Linked DNA regions of Capra hircus: all the other regions are linked to region 3. Evidence: chromatin contacts called from public Hi-C data. All regions are on one chromosome and are shown on one strand. Each heading gives the region's core, a stretch centred on a gene start, on an enhancer-like site or on the middle of the called end of the contact. The rest is flanking DNA. Distances are from core to core; before and after follow the strand shown. Region 1 holds the start of SERTAD2 (SERTA domain-containing protein 2). Region 2 overlaps SERTAD2 (SERTA domain-containing protein 2). Region 3 has its middle 110 kb from the start of SLC1A4.

What was found. A called contact is a pair of places that touch in the nucleus more often than the background predicts.
Region 1: a contact with region 3 is called in a Hi-C map of blood, with 2.7 times the contacts expected there. The contact joins the promoter of SERTAD2 here to the enhancer-like site in region 3. A contact is called at or near these places in 2 of 5 Hi-C or Micro-C datasets (both in blood).
Region 2: a contact with region 3 is called in a Hi-C map of blood, with 6 times the contacts expected there. The contact joins two enhancer-like sites. A contact is called at or near these places in 2 of 5 Hi-C or Micro-C datasets (both in blood).

What each region holds. Positions count from the first base shown.
Region 1 is chr11:62,875,382-62,878,081 of ARS1.2, reverse strand. SERTAD2 (SERTA domain-containing protein 2) reads left to right here and starts at 1,345. Exons shown (of 2, transcript XM_018055425.1): 1 at 1,345-2,079. It overlaps LOC108637151 (a long non-coding RNA gene), which reads right to left and starts at 1,132. Exons shown (of 2, transcript XR_001918818.1): 1 at 885-1,132. It overlaps LOC108637150 (a long non-coding RNA gene), which reads right to left and starts at 878. Exons shown (of 2, transcript XR_001918817.1): 1 at 412-878.
Region 2 is chr11:62,776,344-62,779,043 of ARS1.2, reverse strand. The region is part of intron 1 of SERTAD2 (SERTA domain-containing protein 2); the gene reads left to right. Among named protein-coding and RNA genes, the nearest start is that of SERTAD2, 99 kb to the left of the region's middle. Within about 2 kb of position 1,388, at least 5 of the 5 cell types and tissues checked have an H3K27ac peak or open chromatin away from gene starts, as enhancers often do.
Region 3 is chr11:63,004,511-63,007,210 of ARS1.2, reverse strand. It overlaps the pseudogene LOC102173667. Among named protein-coding and RNA genes, the nearest start is that of SLC1A4, 110 kb to the left of the region's middle. Within about 2 kb of position 1,405, at least 4 of the 5 cell types and tissues checked have an H3K27ac peak or open chromatin away from gene starts, as enhancers often do.

The sequences.
Region 1 (2,700 bases), core at 96-2,595, 130 kb after region 3:
CGTGATTTGTCTTTCCTTGGTTTTTTAATAGGAAGCAATTGTCATAAATTTCAATAACCTGCAGAAATGCACCTTGTGGTTAAGAAGGTGGATTTTTGCCAGTGTATTTCTTTTGCCGGCACCTCTGTTCAGGTTCATTAGTGATCCCAGTTACTTTCAAGTACAAGTGCGTGCAGGCTTAAGGTGTGTACCATGATTCCTAGACAGTAGGCAAGAAACTGAGAAAAAGCCGTAGCTCCGGGGAATGAGCAGCGAGATCTAGTAATGAGTACAAGGTGTCAGGGTCCAAGGTGAGGAGAGTGGGCAGAGAAGTGGGAGAAAAAGAGTAATGCATGCGGGAGCAAGGGCTGGAGGAAGCTGATATTTACACCCACAAAGCCCACACAGCTTCACTCACGTCAGGTTAAGTACCTTTTCGAGAAACCCAATAAAGAAATGTTACGTATTCAGGAGGTGTTTCAACCTGTCCACACCCTCCTCTGACTTCCCCAGAACACAGGCAAGCAAGGAGGGAAATGCCTCCGGTCTTGGCGTCCAGCTCCCTCGGCTCCCAGAGCACAGCCCCACAGGACGTCACACGGAGCTGTCTCCGAGAGTGGGCATAGCACCGACGGGAGGCAAAGTTTTGATCCGATTTACTCCAAATCAGTCTGCCACTCGGTAGTGGGGTTTGGCCTCAGGGGCTCCTAGGCAGAGCCGGGCAGCAACAGCAGCAGCTTGAGGCTGAGTAAGGAGCCAGCCTTCTTCATCGCCTCCTCCGGTCGGTGCGGAGTCGGCAGCACAGCCAGTCCCTATCGCTGTCACGCCTTCTGCAGCGCGGCCCCTCCGCCGCCCCACCCCCCCCGCACGGCCCCAGCCCTCACACTGTTATTTGCGTGACTGACCTGAACAGGGCGGGAGGGAGGACCCGGGTGCGGAGGGAGGGGAGGACCTTGGCCCGCCCACTCCTTCCCCTGTGGCTCGGGGCGGCACCTTCTCCTCCTCATTGGGCACACGCTTGCGTCCATCACCCCCATGCGGCCCTCGGATTGGCAGAAGGCGCACTTCTGGAGCGAGGAGAGCTGAGTGACTCCGCGGGTCTCCGGTGCCTCATCTTTCCCTCCACCGCTCCCTCCCTACTTCAACGTCCACCCACCACTCCCCAGCCCCCACTCCACTTCCCCCCGCCCGGTTAGCGGCAGTGTCCTTAGAAGACTCATTGGGCCAGGGGCGAAGCCTGCCGCCTATCGAGCAGCACCGTCATTGGCCGACGCCCACGCCCGTCGGAGCGGCGGGCTTCGGCATTGGGTGATTCCGTTCCGCTCCCCGCCCCTCCCAACGCCTCGCCCTCTCACTCGCCTCCTCCCCTCCCGGCTCTTTCACAGCCCCCCTTTCCCTTGCCGTCCCCACCGCATCTCCCCTGTCCAGCTGGGCGGGGACTGCTTTACGACTCTGTAAAGTCTGTGAGTCACTGCACAACCCATCAATCCAATTAAATGTCTTGAGCTAGCCGAGCAGGCGGTGCTGCTGCCGCGGCCGCTCGCCCCGCCGCGGCCGCCCCTGCTCCCAGCGCCCCTCTGATCCATGGCTGTCTGTCTGTACTTGTTACGGTGTAACCTCCTCCTCCGCCTCCTCCGCCTCCTCCTCGGGAGCCGCTGCAACTTCCCCTTAGCCAGCCTCCTCCTCCGTTTGGGGACTGCAAAGGCATGGGATAGACCTAGAGCCACTTCAGTCACCCCTCCAGCCCTCGCTCAGTCTCCCCCCTTTAAATTAAAGTCTGATCCTTGCTTCTCATCGTTTTAGAGGTTTATTTGTCAGTCTTTTTATTTCCCCGGATTTTATTTTCCCTTCCTGGGGCAGGGGGTCGCAGGGGCCGGTGGGCTTATTTTAGGGAAGGGGCTTTCCCCTCCATCCCCCCGTTGCTCGTCCCTTTTCGGCAGTGACTTGATTTCCCTGCTCCGCTCCGCTCCCACCCCTCGAACTCACCGTCCTGCACTCTAGTGACGCACCGACACCCCCCGCCCACAGCCCAGACGTCCCCTCCCTCGCTGCCACCCCGACCCGTCTCAGAGCTGGACCGGGTGCCGACTTCGCTGAAGGGTGAGTGCTGTGTTGGGTTATCGGGGGTGGGTGTTGGGGCGGAGAGAGGGTCTGGGAAAATATAACGGGTCCACTTTGGGGAAGGCAAGGGATCGCGCTGTAGACTGGAGGTTCCCAGTCCGGCGTGGATTTGAGGTGGCGACTGCCTTCCTGCCTCGCTCCCTCTTCCCCCGCCCCTCGACTCCTTATTCACCAGCCTTGCTGTATTTCTAGGTATTGCCAACGCTTATAAAATGAGCGGTAATGGCAAGCTTTCTTAGTGAGCTGTCATAATCAGCGAATTGAACTGATAGACTCTATGACCTGCAAAGTGTCAGACGGCTAATAATGGGTACGTTGTCTTCCAAATCAAAGTTAAACTTTTATTCAGTAAAGGCAAAGCGAAAGGTATGTCTGATTTGAATGAGATAGACCACGAGAAGACAGGTTGCCTAGTGGCATGGCTTGCTTTTTATTTTAAAATAGTTTCGTAGGTTCCCTTTTGGAAAAGAAAAGAAAAGATAATTCAATATTAATGTAAAGATTACAAAGTCTTTGAACCTGTTGGAGGAAAGCGAGGTAAGATGGAAATCCAGTTTGACACTTCATCTTTAGCTCACCTCTGTTCTATCCAGAAATTAT
Region 2 (2,700 bases), core at 139-2,638, 230 kb after region 3:
TATGACTCAGGCTGTGTGTTTGTTGTGTGTGTTCTTGCTTCAGGAATCCTCCAGGGATTTTAGTCATGGATTTTGAAACATCAGTGTTGCTTATATACAGACAACAACCTTTTCTTTATACAATATTTCCAGATTTCGAACCATAGCATAATATAGTGTGGTCTTGGCAGGGCTCTTGGCTTGCCAAGCAGTGTCCTATGGAGACCTGAATTAGGGAACAGTCTTGGAAATGTGTATACTTTGAGATCTGTAGATAGAAATTGCGGTGAATACTCAGAATTCAGGAGTGCCTGTTGCTCTCCTGCGCCCCTTTGTGGTTAGATGTGATACTCTTTCAAAGCTCAAGAGGAGCTCCAACTTGTAGTGGGCATGTTTGTTTACAAAGAGCATTTATAGCGTTTTCTGAGTAAAATAGCCTATCAAGTTAACATCAGAGTTCTCACTGAGGGTGTAAATAGTTTATTGTGTTTGTTTGACTTTGTCTAAATTTGTAGAATTTAAAAAATATGTATTGATGTGTGTGTACATGTTTTACCTTTTTCTTATGGAAAATTCCAAACACACTCAAAAATAGAGAGAGTACAGTGCATCCCCTTGTGCTCATCATTGGGCTTTAACAGCCATCAATATTTTGTCAGTCTTGTTTCATCTTCATGGTCTTTTTTTTCCTAGAGTATTTTAAAGCCTATTCCAGGCTTAGAATCTTTTTTTTTTTTTTTTTTGCTTATCTTAAATTTAGAAACTGTATAATTCGGCTCAGTCTTTTGCTTTAGGTGTGCAGTGCTTTTAGTCAAAATTGTTACATAAACTAAGGATTGTAAACATCCTCAGTATCTTTGGAAGGTGACTTATGTCCCTAGCTTCCTAAGAGTTAGGTCTAAAACCTAAAGTTCCCAGCTGGCTGAGGAACCAGTAAGACAGGATATTAGAAATATTTTCTATTACTTAACAGTTACAGTCTAAAAAACCTGTTTCTTTACAGATGTTTATTAACAAGGCCATAATTTATTCCTAAGAAATATTCACTTGAAATATTATCTCTCAGGATTTGTTTGCTAAATGCAGTTATCAACATTTGAAAATGTCCTTTTCTTTTTCCAAGAGGAAAGGTTATGTTTGACAAACCAGTCAGAAACCGTCTGCAATTTCATAGAAGTAGATAAAAGTCCTAGGAGGGTAGGCAAGAGTTTCTTACATCCCCAAACAGTAAAAGCTGTTGACTTCGAGGCTGACTTCCTGGCCGAATTTCGGTTTGTCTCCAGGCTTTAAGACGCTGTCGAGAAAGCCCGGGGATTGTTCGCTGCGGGACCCGTCCGACTGGAGTCTGATCGCGGATGCGCGGCCGCGCGCTACCCGCGGCGGAGAGCGCCGCCGGGAGAGCCTGGGGAGGCGCCTCCGCAAACAGTGGTGTCGGGTTACACCCTCCGAGCCGCGCCGAGCGCGCCTAACTGGCTTGATCTAGTGACTGGCTTCATAATTACATTGCTGATTTGTTAGGGAAGGCTTTGTCTTACTTAGCAATTAGCATGGATGTTACTGCAGGGACCTCATCCTGGATGAGCTTGGGCTTAAAAAAAGAAAAAGAAAAAAGAAAACTTCCCCGATAGGGGCAGCTTTAGGGGTTCAGTTACTCACCCTCCCTTGTCTTCTGGGAGTAAACACGCAGAGGCTTTCTCCCTGTTGGAATTTTGCCCGTGTTTCTGCCATTCCCGGAGGCCGGAAGCAGTCGCTTTGGGGTCTGCAGGCAGCCTCGGGGAGTGCTGACCCCCGCATGGCCTCCCGGAGGCTCACCCCCAGGAACTGGGGAACTGCACGGGTCACAGTGCATGGAACACCCCCGCTGGCAGATCCTTGCAGGCACCCCACTTTCTTTTTAAAATTAATTTATTTTAATTGGAGGATAATTACAATATTGTGATGCTTTTTGCCATACATCAACATGAATCAACCATGGGTATACATATGTGTTCCCCCCATCCTGAACCCCCTCTCCCACTTCCCTACCCACTATCCCTCTAGGTTGTCCCAGAGCACTGGCTTTGGGAGTACCCCACTTTCTGTCAGCTCTCTCCCAGATCTGCCAGCATCCCCCACCCCCCCCACCCCATGTCCCTTCAGGGTGTCCTGTCTAAGTCGTGTCGCCCAACCCCCACCCCGTGGCTTCTGCTGTTACCTGGGGGAGGAAGGATGTCAAAAGCATAGCCATTATCAGATTCCTGAGTGTTGGATGTTTATTAAGGTGTAATATTTTAACAGTATAGAAAGTTGTCTAAGGGAACCTGGCTTCCCCTGTGGAACAAGGAGGGGGCCTCTCCTTCCTGCCCGGGAGGTGCTGGGTGACCAGCTGACAAAAGAGCTCTTCCCAGAGTTCGCCGGAGGCTGGTGGCAGGCGTCCTGGTCAGGAGCAGGGGCTCTCCACTTGGACCACCTCAAGAGCAGGACCCAAAGCATACCCTAAGGCAGGCGTCAGAGGGGAGAGATGAGAATATTCTGTGTTTCAGAAGTTGTCTCACCGGCATTTGTAGCCAGCCTCTCTCCTGCTCTGGAGAGACTGTCACCCACTCAGTAGTTTTGCCAGGGGCAACTTCTTTCTTCTTCCACTGCCCCGGAAAGAAACTGAAAGTGTGCGCGTGTTTCCATTTAAAGGACTTTAACTTTGGGTTTGGCGGCTCAGGATGTCTGAATGAGGAAATAGCTTCT
Region 3 (2,700 bases), core at 156-2,655:
GTGGCTTGTGTGCAGCAATAGATACAGCAGAAAATACCCCCAAAGAGAAGGAAGGTATGAAGTTGGAGGAATTCCCACCAGATAGTATGGGTAAATGGAAACCCCTCAGGCAGGGAAAAGAGATTCAGAGGAAAGGGAGCGGGGCAGGGGAGCACCTGCCTGGCTCCTCAGAACCCAGCACCCTCACCTCTTCTGGCTTCCCCCGGGCGGGGGAGGGGCCAAACTCTCCGGAGAGAAACTCCAGAGAGACAGGAAGCTGAAGCAGTGGTCTGCTCCTGTGTGTGTATGCGTGCGGGGGTGAAGGGGGTGGGCGTGTCTGCAGTCAGCCTGAGGCGGCCACCTCTTGGCAGACGTGCTGGTGTTGCTGTAGGGCAGAGAGAACCCAAGACAGTCTGTGAACCTGGGATTCTGGCCGCCACCGACGCCAAGCTCCGGCTGTTCCCGCGAAAGTAGCTCTGATCCAGACAATAAACTGTGTGAGCCTAACCACAAGCAGCAGATACAAGAATAAGGAAAAGCAAGAAAAGGGGAAAAACATTTAGGATGTATTCATACAAGGAACAAGAAAACTTGGGGCAAACTGCAATAGAGGGAATGGCCACTGAGAGGAGGCGGGGGCTAAAAGAACACTGCTGTTCAGACTACAAAAGGATGCCCCTGGGATTAAAGCAGGGGAAAAAGGATTTAATGATACTTGGTAAATGTCACCAGCATGTAAAATGTACATATTATGGTGTAATCACGCTTTTTGGTGATGATAGTGGTGATTTCACTTGCCCACGTTTTAAAAATCACCCTTCTCGAACGCTTTGAGGATTTTAAAAAGAATCAAATCTTTCAGGTAAGGGATGGTGCTGTATCCATACAATTTCAAGCAGCCTTTGAGAATGGGACAAGAGTTTTTCTTTTAAGTTAGACCCTTCCCGGGGCTCTGGGCCTGGGCCCAAGCCTGAAACCACAAAAAGCATTTCCCAGCACCGTGGCGACGCTCACCTTGAATTCCCTTCCTGCCAAGTTGCCCCGGTGTTTCCCAGACTTGGGGAAGCCGCTCTCGAGACCGCCCGGCTCCGGAGCCTGGGGGTGGGGGCGGCCGATCCCCCCCACACACACCGTGCGGCCACCAGAGGGCGCTGCTCTGTCGCCGGGAGCGCCGCGCCCGCCTGGGCGTGTGGCCTCGCGAGGGCAATTTTGTGTTGTTTAAATGCCAGCATTGATTGCTCACTCCTTTCCCAACATGTTTCCAATTTACCCGGTATCTTTTCTACGTGAAAAACTCAAGAACAACAACAACAAAAATGCATACTTTAGTTCCAGAATAAGCAAAAGGGGTTTTACACGAAATGCAGTTTTGTTCCAGAAGCCTCTGGGACCAGGGCAGAGCAGCCAGCAGGGGCTCTCCGGACGCTGCTCGCCGGTTAGGGCAGAGGCACGTGGACACAAACCCACCGAACCTCGGCCCTGTAAATGCTCTCGCCGGCAACCCACCAGCCCGCAGCTTTCCGCTCCAGAGGACCGGTTCGTCTCCGGCCAAGTTCAGAAGCTGGTGGCCGAAGAGGGTGCCGCGCGGGACCACGGAGGAGCCAGCCGGGGTCCGGAGCAGGCGGCGAACCCCGGCTCCCAGCCCGGCGGCGCCCCGGGAGCGGAGGCTCGCAGGCGGGGATGGGGATGGGCCGGGGGCACGGGGGTATGGACGACCATGGCGCGCGGGGCAGCTGTACCCGCACAGGGTGAAGGCGGGGAAGCAGCGGTAGGAAAACGAGGAGGGGGGCAGAGGGAGAGTCCAGTCTGATGGGGGTGGCGGGGATGGCCCCGCCGGTTTGGGTGGGAGCCTGACCGCCACAAATACAAGTCCTAGGCAAGAGACTTGAAGATGCGTTTGGCTGAGGGAAGGTGTCTAGAAGAGAAAGCTCCTAATCCTGGAGTGGGGGCCGGGGCGGCGGCGGCGAGAGGGGAAGGTGTCTGATTGACAGCTAGATTCTGTTTTTCAGACCAGAAAAAAAAAAAAGAAAAGAAAAAAAAATCCCCTGTCCCCTGGGGAGATTTCTCAGTCACTTTCCTCCTGCAGGAAACTGCTTCTTGTTGGAGCCTCCTGGGGCTGGCAGAGTTAAAATCCTTTAACCCAGGATGCCTTGGGCCTTTTGTTCCGCTCTGACAATGGAATTGGGTGGAGGGGGCTGGGAAGGCAAGGGGCTGGATCTAGGGTGTATCCGTGGGGTGGAGGGTCTGGTGAAGCTGTGTTCAATCACAGGGTGAAAAAAAGCAATTTGGTCGTATGTGTGTGCTTTTTCGGGGAAGGTGTAAGGAAGCCTAAGGCACGGGGCACCAGCTCGTTAACACATGTGGTTGAGTGCCTGCTGTGTTGCTCAGCAAACCTTTAATTACTCAGGAAGATCTTCCAAAACTAGAAACTCAATTTTGGTCCCTGAAAGGCTGGATAATGGGTTTTTCTTGCATCTCAATCCAAGGGGACAGATCTCCCACTCCCCTGGGCTCCCAGATTCTTCTAGATGTTTTGGCTTCTAAAACTGTCCTCCCATGGGACAGTGCTTAGTAAAGGACACTCAGACACGTAAACCCTTCAAGCATATTAATCATTTGAAGTCATTGCTTTGAACCTATCATGTCCTTGAGTCATAATCATCGGCAGCACCCACTAACTCAAAGGACTTGGAGGGAGGCATTCAAGGCCTCTCACCATGC